Regions from separate parts of the Gossypium hirsutum genome. Here region 2 is linked to region 1. A link is a contact called in public Hi-C data. All regions are on one chromosome and are shown on one strand. Each heading gives the region's core, a stretch centred on a gene start, on an enhancer-like site or on the middle of the called end of the contact. The rest is flanking DNA. Distances are from core to core; before and after follow the strand shown. Region 1 holds the start of LOC107945563 (protein VASCULAR ASSOCIATED DEATH 1, chloroplastic). Region 2 holds the start of LOC107945569 (nucleoside diphosphate kinase B).

Evidence for each region. Hi-C and Micro-C count contacts between places; a contact is called where the count stands out from the background.
Region 2: a contact with region 1 is called in a Hi-C map of leaf, with 3 times the contacts expected there. The contact joins the promoter of LOC107945569 here to the promoter of LOC107945563 in region 1. A contact is called at or near these places in 7 of 34 Hi-C or Micro-C datasets (callus, hypocotyl, leaf and 1 more).

What each region holds. Positions count from the first base shown.
Region 1 is chrD12:38,230,392-38,233,887 of Gossypium_hirsutum_v2.1, reverse strand. It overlaps LOC107945563 (protein VASCULAR ASSOCIATED DEATH 1, chloroplastic), which reads right to left and starts at 1,314. Exons shown (of 18, transcript XM_041106636.1): 1 at 958-1,314; 2 at 96-155. The coding sequence starts at 993.
Region 2 is chrD12:38,380,638-38,384,160 of Gossypium_hirsutum_v2.1, reverse strand. LOC107945569 (nucleoside diphosphate kinase B) reads right to left here and starts at 1,981. Exons shown (of 4, transcript XM_016879626.2): 1 at 1,765-1,981; 2 at 1,384-1,432; 3 at 908-1,139; 4 at 455-799. The coding sequence starts at 1,815. The coding sequence ends at 685.

The DNA.
Region 1 (3,496 bases), core at 65-2,564:
ATTTTCATGTTTACAAACCAAAGAATGCCCAAAAAGAGAGAGACAAGTAGAGAATTGCTAACAGCAAGAGATCACAACAACCTAAAGACACTCACCTCTTCAGGAGGAAGCCTAAACAGTTGGCGGTATTCTTCACTCTTCAAAGTTGTTGGAGACTGAAATTCAGAAGTATAAGATTTAGCCATTATGCTAAAAATTATCGAGGATTTAACTCTTCTTTTTAAATGCATTTGGTTCCTCCTTTTTGGAAAGGCTTATTAGCATAGTAAGTCTCCATGCCTACCTTATGTAATAATTCCAAGTTTAAGTACATTACCCTTTATTCATTGATTAAAACCTCTAATAAACCACCTCTTTTCAAAATATTATTAGATAAAAATATTTAAAAATCATATTTCTCTTTTCCAGAACACCAACCAGACAAAATTCGACATTTATCTTCAATCGAGCTTGTTGCCAAACAGCTACTTGTTCGCTAGTAACCATGAGTTCACTCCCTTATTGGTCTCTCACAAGCATTCAGCCTAAGAAATTTGGCACCGCTTTTAACGAACTAAATGATGATTCTAAAATTCCCATATCATTTAACTTCATAGTACTATTACGGCACTTTTACCAAAAAGGTTGGCACTTCTATCTATAGTCTTCATCAAGATGGTCCTTAGCCACTTAGAACACCGAATGCATTTAAACTTCCAGAGTTTAAATTACGAATTTAACCACGAGAAGAAGAAATCTTCAACAGAAATCTTCAACAGATTTTCAATAATATAAAGATTAATGAAAGTAAATACGCCTAAATAATGGAAATTTGTTTCGAGCTCACGCATAATCATCAATAATTGAGAAAACTAACGTAAAAAAAAATTCTAATCTACTTTCTCGCCTATTTCCCTTTTATAAACGGAACAGAGAAATGAATTAAGTTCTTACGAGAATGATAAAAAGATAAGGAACCTGAATTTCAACATCTCTGTGACTAGTGTTTGCCATGAAATGGAAGGATCGTTGCAACCGGTCGCGTCGTTAGGAGACGAAACGTTCCGCAAAACTAAAGATTCAGAAACGACATCGGAAGCACATTTAGAAAGAGAAGGATCCATGGGCAGCGGAGGCGGCGGCCGCCTCTGCGGATCGATCGTCTGCGGCGGCAGAGGCCGCTGCCATAGCATTGGGGAATGGATATAAACCAATAGAGATGGCGGAGATCTGAGTTTACGTGCTTAATTTTTTGTTCAAAACAATGGAAGCGTAAAGCGAGAGGAGTTCGTTGAGAGATTCTCATCATCCGTCTTGACAGCACAGAGACTGGAAGTGAACGAACGGTGCAGTTTAGCAGTCCGCGCCAAGTCTCACGGTCAATGAGAGACGTTGACTATTTTATACACGTGGCGTGAGCATAAGACGTGAACTCTACCACGTGTCGGGTTCAAAGAAATCCGTCAACTTTTAATATTTTATTTTAATTTTAGGTCAAATTTTGGGGCATTTTACTAAAAAAAACCCATTTTTTTCATTAATTACCGAAATGGGCCAACTACTTAATTATTTACCGGATTGGTCCATTTTCCCCGAAATCGCTGTCACGTTAGCGCGATGTCGGCCGATACGTAGCGCGTTCCGGGGGACACGATTTTGACGTTTTTTTCATGTTAGTTTTTTTTGGCTTTTAGGGTTTAGGGTTTAGGGTTTAGGCTTTTTAAGGTTTTTAGGTCTGGGAAGAAATAATTTTTTTGACCTTTCTGAGCAAATAGTATAAAATCGCTTCTAGCAGGATGCTATTTGAGAAGAAATTTTGAAATCGCGCCCTCGTGGACGCGCTCTTGCTACAGTAGGTCATGGATGAAATAATTTTTTTTTTACGTTTCTGAGCAAATAGTATAAATTCGCTTCTAGCAAGATGCTATTTGAGAAGAATTTGTGAAAATCGCACCCTTGGGGACGCGCTTTTGCTACAGTAGCCTGTTTGGGCTAAGGCTATAAATTAGACAGAAAATATTCTCAGAATGCATAAGTCAGAGCAGAAACAATTTAGAGAGGCTAAGAATGTTAGAGTTTCAAATATGAGTGAACGTATTAGTGCTGTTATTTACTACGATGGTGAGGTTTGCCACACCGAGAATGGTGTTGTTTTTTTGTCGGAGAATACGGTGCGACTGTTTTTAACCAGAACATAGATTTGACAGAACTTCGTAAAAGAATTAGGCGTAAAATTTTCGAAATAACGCCAATGAAAGTTCTGTCTATCACGTATCGATTTTGTTCTTCTGTTGATCCAGTGACATATGACTCATTCGACATAAAATGTGCTCGTAGCTTGGAGGCAATGGTGCAGACTTATCTTGCTAGTGGAGCAGCTTATATTGAGTTATATGTACAATTTACATCGCCAACTGAGGTACTTGCGACCAGTGTTCGAGATGTATACACGACCCCTGGCCGACACTCGGTTAGCGGGTTATAAAATATAGAACAGCTCATGTTCGGTAGCGGTGTCGAATGCACATCCCCCGCAAGACACTCTGTTGGTGGATAGGACATGTACGTTGATGGCTCGACGTCTGATGCTGGAAATACGTACTGGGGAACGGCATCAAGTTCTAGTGGGTGGCAATCTACACTCAATTGGGGACGTTATCAAATGCCCCGAAGAAGGGATGACATACTCCCTACGACGTCAACCGGTGAAGGGACTTCGTACGCTGCAGATGATTGTGGGTTAGAAGATGAGTCCGATGTGGATCCACCTCGAGAGCCCGGGCCAGATGGTGCAGAAGTTGGCTTATTTTCTGAACCGGAGCCTATTCCAACAGAACCTGAAGATGCTGAAAGGAGTTCAGACGAAGAAGAAAATCCACGATTCAGAGTATACTCACATCTGGCCCACATGCATAATGTCGATCTCTTTGCAGATGATGCATTAGAGTTTCCAGATCTACCACACCGGTTGCGTGATCGTACAAGTTCGGGGGGTAGATTCTGCTGAATTTGAAGTTGGTAATCAGTTTATCAACAAGGATAGTTTTATTGGTGCTTTGAAACAACATAGCATCAAAAACGACATTAATTACCACGTCGTTAAATCCAAATCTGATAAGTTTGAGGCGAAGTGTGAGGTGCAAGACGACACATGTTCATGGAAAATCTACGCCTCGTTAAGGAAAAGGACAGGGTTGTGGGAGATAAAAAAGTACAAAGGTCCACATACATGTGCTGCAGGTACAGTATTGACGATATATGAATAATACTTTTATTATGTAATGTTGCATTATTTAATGTACTCTGTTAATAGGTGTTTCACAAGATCATCCCAAGATGGATTCAGCTATGTTAGCTAGCTTGATACTGCCCACGGTAAGAGCAGATCCTAGGACTTTAGTGTCGGTGTTAATTGCCAGTATCCGTAGCCAAATGGGGTACACTTCCTCTTACCGTAAGGCTTGGACAGCTAAGCAAAAGGCGTTGGAGAAGATGCATAGTGGGTGGGACGCCTCGT
Region 2 (3,523 bases), core at 732-3,231, 150 kb before region 1:
TATTAATTTTTAACAGTATTAGTGCAGCAATCAACTATTTATTTTACGTATCATATCAATAAAACATTTAAAAAACCATAAAAATATTAAAAATTAACATAAAGTACACTTAAATTACCATGTTTAAAAATTTATCTTTAAAAATTTCACTTTCATTTAACTCTTTAAAAGCTAAATTTATCATTTTGCATTCTTCAAGTCTTGTTTTACCATTCATGATCCTTGTGTTCCAAGTGCCATACCATGCCCAATAAAATTGTTAGGCCACCAGGAAGCTTCCTTTCTATCTCAAAGTTTTATTAACTCTTGTTTTTTGTGTAGCCTTTTCAATCTATATAGCTTTATAGTTTATACAAAAGTGAGCCAGAAGTTAAAACCCTTTAACATATACATATATGTGTATATATAATGATAGCAATTGAATGGCATTGTAAAAGCAAAGAAAACATATATATGTCAAACACTCAAATAGCTTTGATTATTCAAACACTGTTCACCTCAACTGTGGCATTGTAATGGGAGCTTTCAACACAACTCCAACTTAACCTATACACCCAAAATGCTACAAAGCTTTCACCACTTTAAACTATAATAGTAATATAAATATCAAAAGACTGGCAACAACAACAACAACAAACAACCAGGACAGAGCCATGACGGCCAATAGCTTCGACCAAATGATCTCTACTCGTAGATCCAAGGGTGAAGGCTGCTCTGCCAGTTAACAGGGCATTCAGGGAACCAAAGGGCGATTTCCTTCCTTGCACTCTCGACGGAATCACTCCCATGGATCACATTCCTGCAGAAACCAATCCATTTCAACACATGGAAAAGTGTTAGCTCAAGTGTCAATAACATGCAAGTATCCTAACAATTGAAAGTAAAGAAAGGGAGACACCAAATATACCTCCCAATGTCAATTGCAAAGTCACCACGGATTGTTCCCGGAGCAGATTCAGCTGGGTTTGTGGCTCCGATAATCTTGCGACCTGTGGTAACAACATTCTTACCTTCCCAAATCATAGCAACGACCGGACCGGAGATAATGTACTCTACGAGCCCATTAAAGAAGGGTTTTGCAGACAGGTCAGCATAGTGCTTCTCGGCAAAAGATCGATCCACACTGATGAGCTTCAACCCTAAATTAGGCACATCCAATGTCAGATAAGCTGCATACCACTCAAAACTGTATACCTAAAAGGTACCTAAAATCAATTTCAAAAATCCAAAGAAACCAACACTTGATAATATAAAACACGGGAAAAAGCAGAGGAATTTAGGTAAAAATATCATGGAGGTACGAGACAGATTTCTCTTTTATCTAAGATACAGGAACTAATTTGCTATTTTTTTAAGTAAAGGGGGCAAAATGATAGATCTTACCTTTCAAATTGAAGCCTTTCTTCTCAAATCTGCCGATGATTTCACCAACCTGAAAAGAAATACATGAACCTCAATAAACACCCAAAAAAGATATCATTTTTAACCCAAAATCGAACATGCAAAAGAATCAAAATAAGACTAAGATAATACTTTGTAAGTGAAGCTAAGTTGAAAACTAAAAACAGCATGTTGCTTTTGTTTACTAGATCTACTAAATCTTAACTAAAGCAACTGAAAACCGAAAATCAGTTAATTGTCCTTAAAAGTGAAACACGACCCAAAGGTTGTTTTTTTTAATTTTCTTTTTGGTAGCAGTGAAGTTAGAATCAAAGAATCAAAGGGGGGTGGGGGGGAAGAGAAAGAGTGAAGTAGAAGCAATACCAGGCCTCTTTGGACCCCATCAGGCTTGATCATGATGAATGTTTGCTCCATCTTCTCTTCTTTTCTAGTCTGTCTGCTCTGCTCTGTCTCGGCGCTTGTCCAAATAAGAGAACAAATGTCCTTATATACTATATACAATACACCACTGCCCCAACCCAAACCCTAGTTTCAAGAGGATGTACGTACGGTTCGTCAACCCTTAAATAATCTTGAGTGTAATTATAATTATGATAATTGAATTATAAATACATGAAATTTTTAATTTAATTTAATTTTATATATTCTAAAAAGTAAATACATATAATATTAAATTAATATGATTTTTGTATATACAATATATCAAAATAAAATGGTGATAATTCAATAATATTATTACTGTGTTATAAAAATTGAATTAAACCAAAATTTTATACATAAATTTACAGAGATTCAATATTATACATCGGATCATAATTTATATATATATATTGCTCTTACTTGTATTAAATGGTTTGTGGGTGAAAATTAAAAATTGGCTGTGATAAGCATGATTTTTCTAGGAAAAAAAAGCAAATGTTTTTATTTTAATTTAAAAAAAATAAAAAAAATTTATAAATATTTTATAGTCATATATAACCGTAACAGTTTTATTGTTTGTCCAAATTTTACATATTATAAAGAGATTGTTATACACCTATAACAACATACTATTATAGGGAAATAATCGTTGTAAGCTTATCATAGAATTTATATCGTGAACTTTCATCAAACAAAGAAAGTGAAATTATGTTGAAAAAAAGTGAGAATCAAAGAAAAAAACGTTACAAGACGTATAAAACGTGCATGCATTATTATTTTTATACATTTTTTATTTTACGTTAATTATAAAGTTCCTAAATCTAATAAGTTTAATGAATCAATGAGTTATAAAATTAATTTAATTAATTTATCACGAGTTACTAAATTCAACTAATCAACTTATAAGTTTATAATGTTCCAAATTGATAGTAAAATATTTGATTAGGGAACTTAATAATTTATTGGATTGATATATTTAATTCTATTCATTTAATAAATTTTTTCACATGAAATTTTATCATTTTATTGAAATAATATTTTAATTAAAATAAATTTCATTTAATTTTATCATTTAATAAATGATAAATATAGGCATGCTTACATAAAATCGTTATAATTTTATTTTAAAAAATTAGATCATATGTTATTACAGAAAATTAATTTAATAAATAATATATTTCATAACTATAAATATTATTATTACAAGTGAAAATCTGTTATAATTATTAAAATAAAACATAAAAAAAGTAGATTCTTAAAAAAAAAAAAAACTAAACGATTATAGTGGTTGCTATAATGTAGAAGACTGATTATATTTATATTCTTTGATTTTTTCATCAAGCATATATATATATATATATTACATGACACTCCTCTTTGAAGGTATCGCTTGAAATGATTTATATTGCAAATATGCCAACTTTGAATAAAAATAATGTAATTGAATTAACAAGATTTGCCACTACATAAATATATTTCTTTTTTTATAAGCTAACAGACCCTATTCTATTTTGTAGGAGATATAAGGTTAAGTAGCACGGCATATTTTTATCTCTTCATTTATAATTTACTTAACAAAATTTATATGTTCGGATCATATCTGTTTTTCTAACACAATACTTTAAATTACCTGTAATCCCACTCGAACTTATAAATAAGAGAATAATACGTTTCAATGCACTCAAAACTATATTTTACATTG